Linked DNA regions of Pan troglodytes: region 2 is linked to region 1. A link is a contact called in public Hi-C data. All regions are on one chromosome and are shown on one strand. Each heading gives the region's core, a stretch centred on a gene start, on an enhancer-like site or on the middle of the called end of the contact. The rest is flanking DNA. Distances are from core to core; before and after follow the strand shown.

Region 1 (4,063 bases), core at 59-2,558:
TTTGGCTAGAGGACAAAGTGATGAGAGGCCATCGTGAAAGGTAAGATTGCAAAGGTGCATTAGAAGGCCTCAAATGCCAGGGATGTTTGGGGACACAGATATGACAGTGTCATGGGATCAGAGACATGCTCCTCCTCTATGGCCTCTAGACTTTTAAAAAAGAATTTTAACTTTTTATTTTATTTTATTTTTGAGACAGAGTCTCACACTCTGTTGCCCAGGCTGGAGTGCAGTGGTGGGATCTCAGCTCACTGCAACCTCTGCCTCCCAGGTTCAAGCGATTCGCCTGCCTCAGCCTCCTAAGTAGCTGGGATTACAGGCGTGTGCCACCGCACCCAGCTAATTCTTGTATTTTTAGTAAAGACCGGGTTTCACCATATTGGCCAGGCTGGTCTTGAACTCCTGATGTTACGATCTGCCCACCTCAGCCTCCCAAACTGCTGGGATTACAGGCATGAGGCACCGCACCTGGCCAAATTTTAACTTTTATTTAGATATAGGGGGTACATGTGCAAGTTTGTTACACGGGTATATTGCACCCAAGTAGTGGGCATAGAACCCAGTAGGTAGTTTTTCAACCCCTCCCTCCCTCTCCACGCTGGTACTCAGCAGTGTCTATTGTTCTCATGTTTATGCCCATGTGTGCTCAATGTTTAGCTCCTACTTACAAGCAAGAACATGTAGTATTTGGTTTTCTGTTCCTGCATTAATTTGCTTAGGGGTATGGCCTCCAGCTCCATCCACGCTGCTGTAAAGGACATGATTTCACTCTTTTTTATGGCTACATAGTATGCCATGGTGTATTTGTACCACATTTTCTTTATCCAGTCCACCACTGGTGAACATCTAGGTTGATTCCATGTCATTGCTATTGTGAATAGCACAGCGATAAACGTATGAGTACATTTTTGGCAGAATGATCTATTTTCTTTTGGGTCTATACCCGGTAATGGGATTTGTATCTTAGGGAAACCAGAGCAGGCTCCTAAGATGTCACAAAGCAAGTAAAGAGCTAAGTGTCCAGTTAAGAAATGACGGAGGTTCTGTTCTCTGGCTCCACTCCGTGGGGCAAGAGACTACATCCTATCTCTGAACCTGGGTCCCCTCCTCCCTGCTCCCGCCGAGCCCGGGACAGGAGATGAAATGGATCCTCACACAGGCGAGGTCCAAGAGGAGCTTCCCCGCCAGGGTCCCCCACCAGGACACCCCAGCCCTGGGGAGGGGGCGCTGAGTTTCCTGGCACCCCTCAGTCTCCCTTACAGTGCCTCTCAGCACCTCACAGCAGCCGCAGCCAAGGGGATTTGTCCCTGCTGCTTGAGTTAATTACAGTAATTATACCTGCTCCCTCTTCGGCTCTGGTTCCCTTTGTTCCCAGTTTCCTGCCCGCTCATTTGCAAATCTAATCGCTCTGGGGATTGAATTTTTTTTTAAGAGAGAAGGGGGATGGAGAAACAAAGAGAGAGAGCAGAAAATGTGGGAGAGAAAAGATGGGGGTGGGGAGGGGCCCGCCGGAGATACAGTGGTGGAAAAAATGGACGGGAGCATCAGAGAAGGGACAGGACTTGGGAGCAGCAAAGCACCTCTCCTTTACGGCAGGGGGAACCCCAGAGTCACCAGTGGAGGCTGGGAAGGTAGCACTGCAGAGACCACACTCTCCATGGTCTTCTGGGCTTTCTGCTCAGTCCCCCGACTTCTCCCAGGCTAGTGATGGTAGTGATGGGGTTTAGGACATGCTCCCCCAAAATATGGCACCTTGGCATTTCAGGACACAGCAGAAGCAGGCCATCGAAACTAGAAAGAATTCTTCTCATCCCTACACCCCAGAAGAGGCCATAAAACCCAGCTATGAGCCACTCATTCCAGCAGAGTCCTCCCTGTACCTGGAAGAAAAGAATGTTCTTATCCTCAGGTGGGCGTGGAGGCTCACACCTGTAATCCCAGCACTTTGGGAGGCTGAGGTGGGTGATCACTTGAGGTCAGGAGTTTGAGACCAGCCTGGCCAACATGGTGAAAACCCATCTCCACTAGAAATACAAAAATTAGCCGGGCGTGGTGGCATCTGCCTGTGGTCCCAACTACTCAGGAGGCAGAGGCAGGAGAATCACTTGAACCAGGAAGGCAAAGGCTACACTGAGCCAAGATTGTGCCATGGCACTCCAGCCTGGGTGACAGAGTGAGACTCCATCTCAAAAAAAAAAAAAGAAAAGAATGTTCTTATCCTCAAAGACACTTATCTAAGAAAAATCTGAATAAACAGGCCTTGCTAAGCTCCCTCCAGTTTCCCACCATCAGATCACACCCTTCTGTCCTCCAGCCATACTTCTGCATGGCCATCCATAAAAATAGAGTTGTCCCTGTTTGGGGAGGGTCTTCATTTCTGAATGCTCTCATGTCATATAAAACTTATATTAAATAAATATGTATGCTTTTCTCCTGTTAGTCTGTCTTTTATTATGGGTGCCTCAGCCAGGAATCTTGTAATGGGTGAGAAATCTTCCTCCCCTACACCAGCCTGGCACAGATGACAGGAAGCTGGAAAGAGGCTTGCGTTCAAACACTACCAGAGGATGTCCCTGCTCCTTCATTACTGCTCTCCCCAAGAATCTGTGGAACTTTGGCTCATTCAGAACACCTGGCAGACACTTCAGTGTCAGATGGCTGAGAGGCCAAAGTGGGGAAGTCACACACAGAGCAGGATGGAAGCTGAAAATATTCCAGGAAGGAGAAATCTGAGACAGCAGTGGTAGGTCTTTCCTCTCTCATTCAGTCCCCTCTCCTGAAAACCCGTAGAAAACATCCAGGTCCAACAGGGTGTGGTGACTCACACCTGTAATCCCAGCACTTTGGGAGGCCAAGGTGGGTGGATTAGCTGAGGTCAGGAGTTTGAGCCCAGCCTGGCCAACATGGTGAAACCCCGCCTGTACTAATAACACAAAAATTAGCCGGGTGTGGTGGTGTGCACCTGTAATCCCAGCTACTCAGGAGGCTGAGGCAGAATTGCTTGAACCTGGGAAGCAGAGTTTGCAGTGAGCCGAGATCACACCACTGTATTCCAGCCTGGGCCACAAGAGCGAAACTCTATCTAAGAAAAGGAAAGGAGAGGGGAGGAGAGGGGAGAGGAGGGGAGGGAAAATCCGGGTCCAAGGATTTTCCAAACGTGCTCTAAGGAGCTCTAAGGCTTCATGAGGAATCCCCAAGGGGAAGGGAGAGGGAACGACAAGTGGGTACCTATATCCTCCCAACACCCTGTCAACAACCTTTTTGTTTGAAAATAATACAAACTAAAAGAAAAAGAATTCCCTGCTATCAACAGATTGGAAAACAACTGATCTAATGCAAATATCTCATCTGTCAGGTATAAGAAACTGAGGCTCAAATGGGTCAAGTGGCATGTCCTATATCACACAACAATCAGACCACAATCCTCTTGACTCTGAGTCGAGGGGGATTTCCACCACCCCATGCTGTTTCTTGGATGCCAAGGGGATGCCGGGGATTTTCCCAAAGCCCCTGGCTCTTCTTGGGTCCCTCTGGAAAGAGAGGAATGTGACTGCTGGCCTCGTCCTGCCAGAAGCCCTTGGTGAATCCAGGAGTCTTGCTCTTCTGTCCTCTGAATGAGCTCGATAGGTGGTGTGCAAAGAGCGTGTTTTCCAAAAATGGCTGCGACTGTATTTCCCACATTCTCTATTTAGAACCTGGCCACCACCACCACTACCACCCACAAAGAGGTAGACTCCATTTCTTGAGACTGGCAAGGACTTTGTGACTGCCACAAAGAATAAAATATGGCAGAAGTGATACTCCTGTTATATAGTTTCCAGATATTATTTGGATTAACTTGGCAGAATTTCCTATTAATTCACCAGGAAAGGTCAGAGTTCAGGACCATTTGGAGGTGGAAGTGGGAATGGGAGTGGGTGTCAAGAACATCCTACAAATCAACTCTTCCAGATGACAATTTCCCACCTGGGATTCAGCCAGTGTTTACTGAGTGCCTACCATGAGTCAGACACAGAACAGAGTCCCCGCCCTAAAGGAGCACAGTATAATTGGGGAGGCAGGC
Region 2 (4,254 bases), core at 324-2,823, 120 kb before region 1:
TAATACTCAGGTTCTGGACTCTACTTTGGCCTGGAGGTGCTCACTTGGTATCTCCTACCCTTAGCAAACTTGTCTGAACTTGACTTCTAGCTTTTCAAGAGTTATATCTCCTACTCTTAGCAAACTTGTCTGAAATCTCCTACCCTTAGCAAACTTATCTGAACTTGACTTCTAGCCTTTCAAGAGTTACGGTGTCTCCCTGATTTTACAAGTCCTAGCTATTCCTTCAAAATTCCTACTCTTACCTTCTAGCTATCTACCGCCTCACTGAGCTTCAGGTGCTGAATCCTTCAAAGTACCTCTGTGCCACATGACAATGTATCATTCCAGAGTAACTATATGTGTGAGTGTAGATGTAAACATGACCAGACACAACGTGTATATATTCAATTCCTTACACTCAGAACATCACTCTGAGTGCTATTATACAGAGGTCAGTGCACACTCCCATTAGGAATGGCGCACTTCACAACTCCTTACAGAAAGAACACTGATAAACTTGATGTCAGAGAAATGCCTCCATCGCCTCCCTCATAACCTCTCTATCTAGGAGCAGTTGTTATTTCCCAGCACCTGCATCCTCTACATCCAGCACTCTCAGGATGGAGTCTGACCAATGGGAGGAGAAAGTGAAAGGCTGCTGAGTCTCAGAGAGAGGCTGCCTCATCACTGGGATCCTACGAGAGAGGCTGGTGCTGGGATCTCTTTCCCAGATTCCCAGTGTCCCCATCCCATGCACCTCACATCACTGGTTTTTTCATGCATCCTTCTCCCCACCTCATCTTGTCCAGTTCTTTTCAGATTTCTTGGCTGAATTTTGGTGGATTATCACCTTCTTATCTTGCTTAGCTCACTGGAGTCTGCGTCCTTTGCTTTTCGTTTATCTACTTCCTGACTCTTGAACTCTAAGTGGGCTCTGTGTTCTGAGATAGCGCAAGATTCTTGCTTTTCCTGCCACCTACACTATGGCAAGATGAGAGGCATGCAGGGCACTTGAGATGAGAAGGAAGAGTGGGGGCAGGTAGCACTGTGCTTAATATGCCTAGTGTTCCATTACTGGAACACTAAGCATGTGGGAGTTATTTATATCCTACTGCTCAAGGTCATTGCCAAGGTCTGATTGCAAAAATTCAAAAAATTGCAACCCCAGGCATAAATAGGTTAACAGATGTAACAGTCCTGCATCCTGAATGATCAAGTCTCACTGCAATCACTTTCTAAGGACTTAGTGGTTAATTTGCATTATTCCAAGATCATTTCTCATTTTATTCACAGTAACTGCTGTTTCCTCTGGAACCAAAAGAGTTAAGAGAGGCAGCCCACATGTAGCATTATACTGAGTTTAAACTTAGCACTGCCTCTTCAAGCTCTGGGCCCTACCTATCTTGAGACTCAGTTTTCTCATCTGTAGAATGGAAATCATACTTAACTGAGGACTGCAATGACTATAAATCAGATGACCTAAGGCAATACAATACCAGGCACAGAGCAAAAACAGTGTGTGCTGAGCCCTGTGGTGCAGGCCTGCAGGACTTCTGTGGTTAGTGTGAACTTGCGGCAAGTGGGGGCAGCAGAGGGCCACTGGGGGAGTGGAGATAAGCCTAAGAGGCCTGGATCTTCAGAATCCTTGATTCCAAGGGACAGGTTCCAGGAGCAGACATATCGAGGTGAGTGGGATCCTCTAACAAGAAAATAGAGAAGAGAAACCAGGTAGGGCAGAGGCCCAGGTAGGCACACAGAGGTCTACCTGAGGTCAGTGGGTTGTGAGGTCAGATGTCTGGAATTCATGAGAGATTGGCAACACAGAGCCAGCTAGGCCAGCTGGAGAGCCTGGGGGTACCTGACAGAGGCCAAGAACCCTGCAGTCACAGAGATTTCCCCTTGAGTGCCTCCCAGAGCCACCATGCCATGGAAAACAGGTTTTTGTCAGCTCCAATACAGGCAGCCCACATCAGCAGAATCATTTTGTTGAGAGAGGTTGTTTTTTTTTTAACGTATAATAATTTACACCCTTAGCCCAACTATAAAGGTTTAAGATTCTCTTGGGCTGACAATGCCCCTGTCTTAAGGCCCTTGCTAAAAAGCCCAAACTTTCAGCTTCCTTGTCTCATATTTTCCAGCTACAGAAATAAATCTCAAGTGTCCTGAGGAAAGTGTCAAATATCTACCTCCAGACATCTGGACCCAAGTTGCATCACATATAAGAAGAGGGTGCTGGATCAGAACTCTTCTGCTTCTCAAACCACTAAGATTCAAAAGCTGAGAGTTTCTGATTTTCCTTCATTCACCTTGTGCTAAGCAGCAGCTCCACACTGAGCAATCTGCTTAGGAAATAACATTATGTTACTGCCAGGGACCCTCCACTGGGGGGGGAGGGGGGGCGGGCATCAGAGTAGTTCATCTGCCCCAACATTAGATCCTGGGGCTTCTTTTGTTTTTCATTTGTTTGCTTGTTTGTTGAGACAGGGTCTCATTCTGTCGCCCAGGCTGGAGTGCAGTGGCATGATCATGGCTTACTGCAGCCTCAACCTCCTGGGCTCAGTGGATCCTTCCACCTCAGCCTCCTGAGTAGCCAGGATTATAGGCACATGCCTGGCTAATGTTTGTATTTTTTGTAGAGACAGGGTTTCACCATGTTGTTCAGGATGTTCTCAAACTCTTGCCCACCTCGGCTTCCCAAAGTGCTGGGATTATAGGCATGAACCACCACTTCTGGCAAGGAAAGCTTTTTAAAAAGACTTATCTATGCCTAGGCCTCCATTACCAGGAATCTTTATTTTATATATATATATATATATATATTTTTTTTTTTTTTTTTTTTAAGTCTGGTGTAGGACCAAGAATAATGGTTAAAATATCTACTGACCAGTAAGGCATGAGCCCCAACCACTCTGGGGCATGCTGGCAGGTACACCATACCTGCAAGTACAAATTGGGTGTCAACCTAGCCAAGCGGGGGTGGTTGGTCAAGCAGCCCAGGTGATTCTAATGTGCAGAGTGGTGAGACATTGGGTCAGACTTTGCCTCTGGGTAAATATCCAGTAACTGAGGCTCCTCCAGGCATGAAAGCAGTTTACAACTAAACCCGCCTAAGAAGCTCTGTCTGCACTGACGAAGAAATCAAGATGGGGTTTTGGTCACGAGGCACACACACAAAGGATCATGTGGTCTTTGAGGGCAGGAACTATTTTGTCTTCCTCTTCAAAGACACACAGTGTCACCGCCTCTCACAGTGCTTGGCACATAGGAGTTGAATGCATCTGATGAATGTATGATTGAATGAATGAATGGCACTGGCTTTCTCATGGGCTTCTGCCATGAGGCAAAATGACACACACACACAGCCTCATGGAGAATGCATAACCTGTGTGCAAATGCTGCTCACACTTTCTGTAAAGAAGGATTTATTTTTATTGGATGAAGGGAAGGGGGTGCTGTTGTTCATTTTTCACATCAAATATTTCTGGGCAGTTTGCCCAGAAATCACTAAGCAGTTTGCAAGGAAATGGGGATTTCTTGTCTTTGTGTAACCACCCCACCTCTATCCCTCTTTTGGGTCCAGGAAAGCTTTCTGTGTGGGTGAGCTTTCAGAGGCACCAGCCAAACCCTGTGTTCTTGCCTCCAGAAGTTCTGGCGGGTGATTCAGCTCTCTCGGTCCCCTGGTATGTCCTTGGGCCTGCTGTCCCAGCCTGACCATGCTGGCCCTTTAACCTTGCTTCTCCTGCCAGACCCCCCACCCCCATCCCCAGCAGCACTGACCCATTTCTACCTTCTGCACCGTGGTGTTGGTCTGTGACTGAATTGTGGGGGTGGGGGGAGAGGAACAGACTGCCATTTGGAATCTTAACGAGACCAAGTCCATTTCATGATGCTGTCATTTCATATTTCACCGCTATGATATGAAGGCTCAAGAGGCCCCAGAGCAACTTTCTGCTTTGCACGCAGGGTGCTGAGAGGCAGGAAGAAGGAGGGAAGTGGCTGACAGACGGCAGGAGACCACTCCCCCTTCATCAGCCTCCCTGCCCACACCAACACCAAAGTGGCAGAGGATGAGTCCTTTCCTTGGAGATTAAAAATGAGACCCAAATGTATGAAGCCAAGGAAGGAGTTTTCACCAGGTAAAAGAGGAGCCAAGATCAACGCTGGGCAGGAAGGGAGGAGCCACCCCCTCACTGCCAAGCTCTCGCATGTTCTCAAATACAAACAGAGCTGGCCTCGGGGCATCGTAGAAATTGCTATTATAAATTCAGATGG

What was found. A called contact is a pair of places that touch in the nucleus more often than the background predicts.
Region 2: a contact with region 1 is called in a Hi-C map of induced pluripotent stem cells, with 3 times the contacts expected there. The contact joins two enhancer-like sites. A contact is called at or near these places in 2 of 7 Hi-C or Micro-C datasets (both in induced pluripotent stem cells).

What each region holds. Positions count from the first base shown.
Region 1 is chr15:75,976,681-75,980,743 of NHGRI_mPanTro3-v2.0_pri, reverse strand. No RefSeq gene overlaps it. Among named protein-coding and RNA genes, the nearest start is that of NRXN3, 140 kb to the left of the region's middle. Within about 2 kb of position 1,308, at least 6 of the 24 cell types and tissues checked have an H3K27ac peak or open chromatin away from gene starts, as enhancers often do. A contact at or near this core is called in induced pluripotent stem cells, where this site is marked.
Region 2 is chr15:76,101,665-76,105,918 of NHGRI_mPanTro3-v2.0_pri, reverse strand. No RefSeq gene overlaps it. Among named protein-coding and RNA genes, the nearest start is that of NRXN3, 16 kb to the left of the region's middle. Within about 2 kb of position 1,573, at least 1 of the 24 cell types and tissues checked has an H3K27ac peak or open chromatin away from gene starts, as enhancers often do. A contact at or near this core is called in induced pluripotent stem cells, where this site is marked.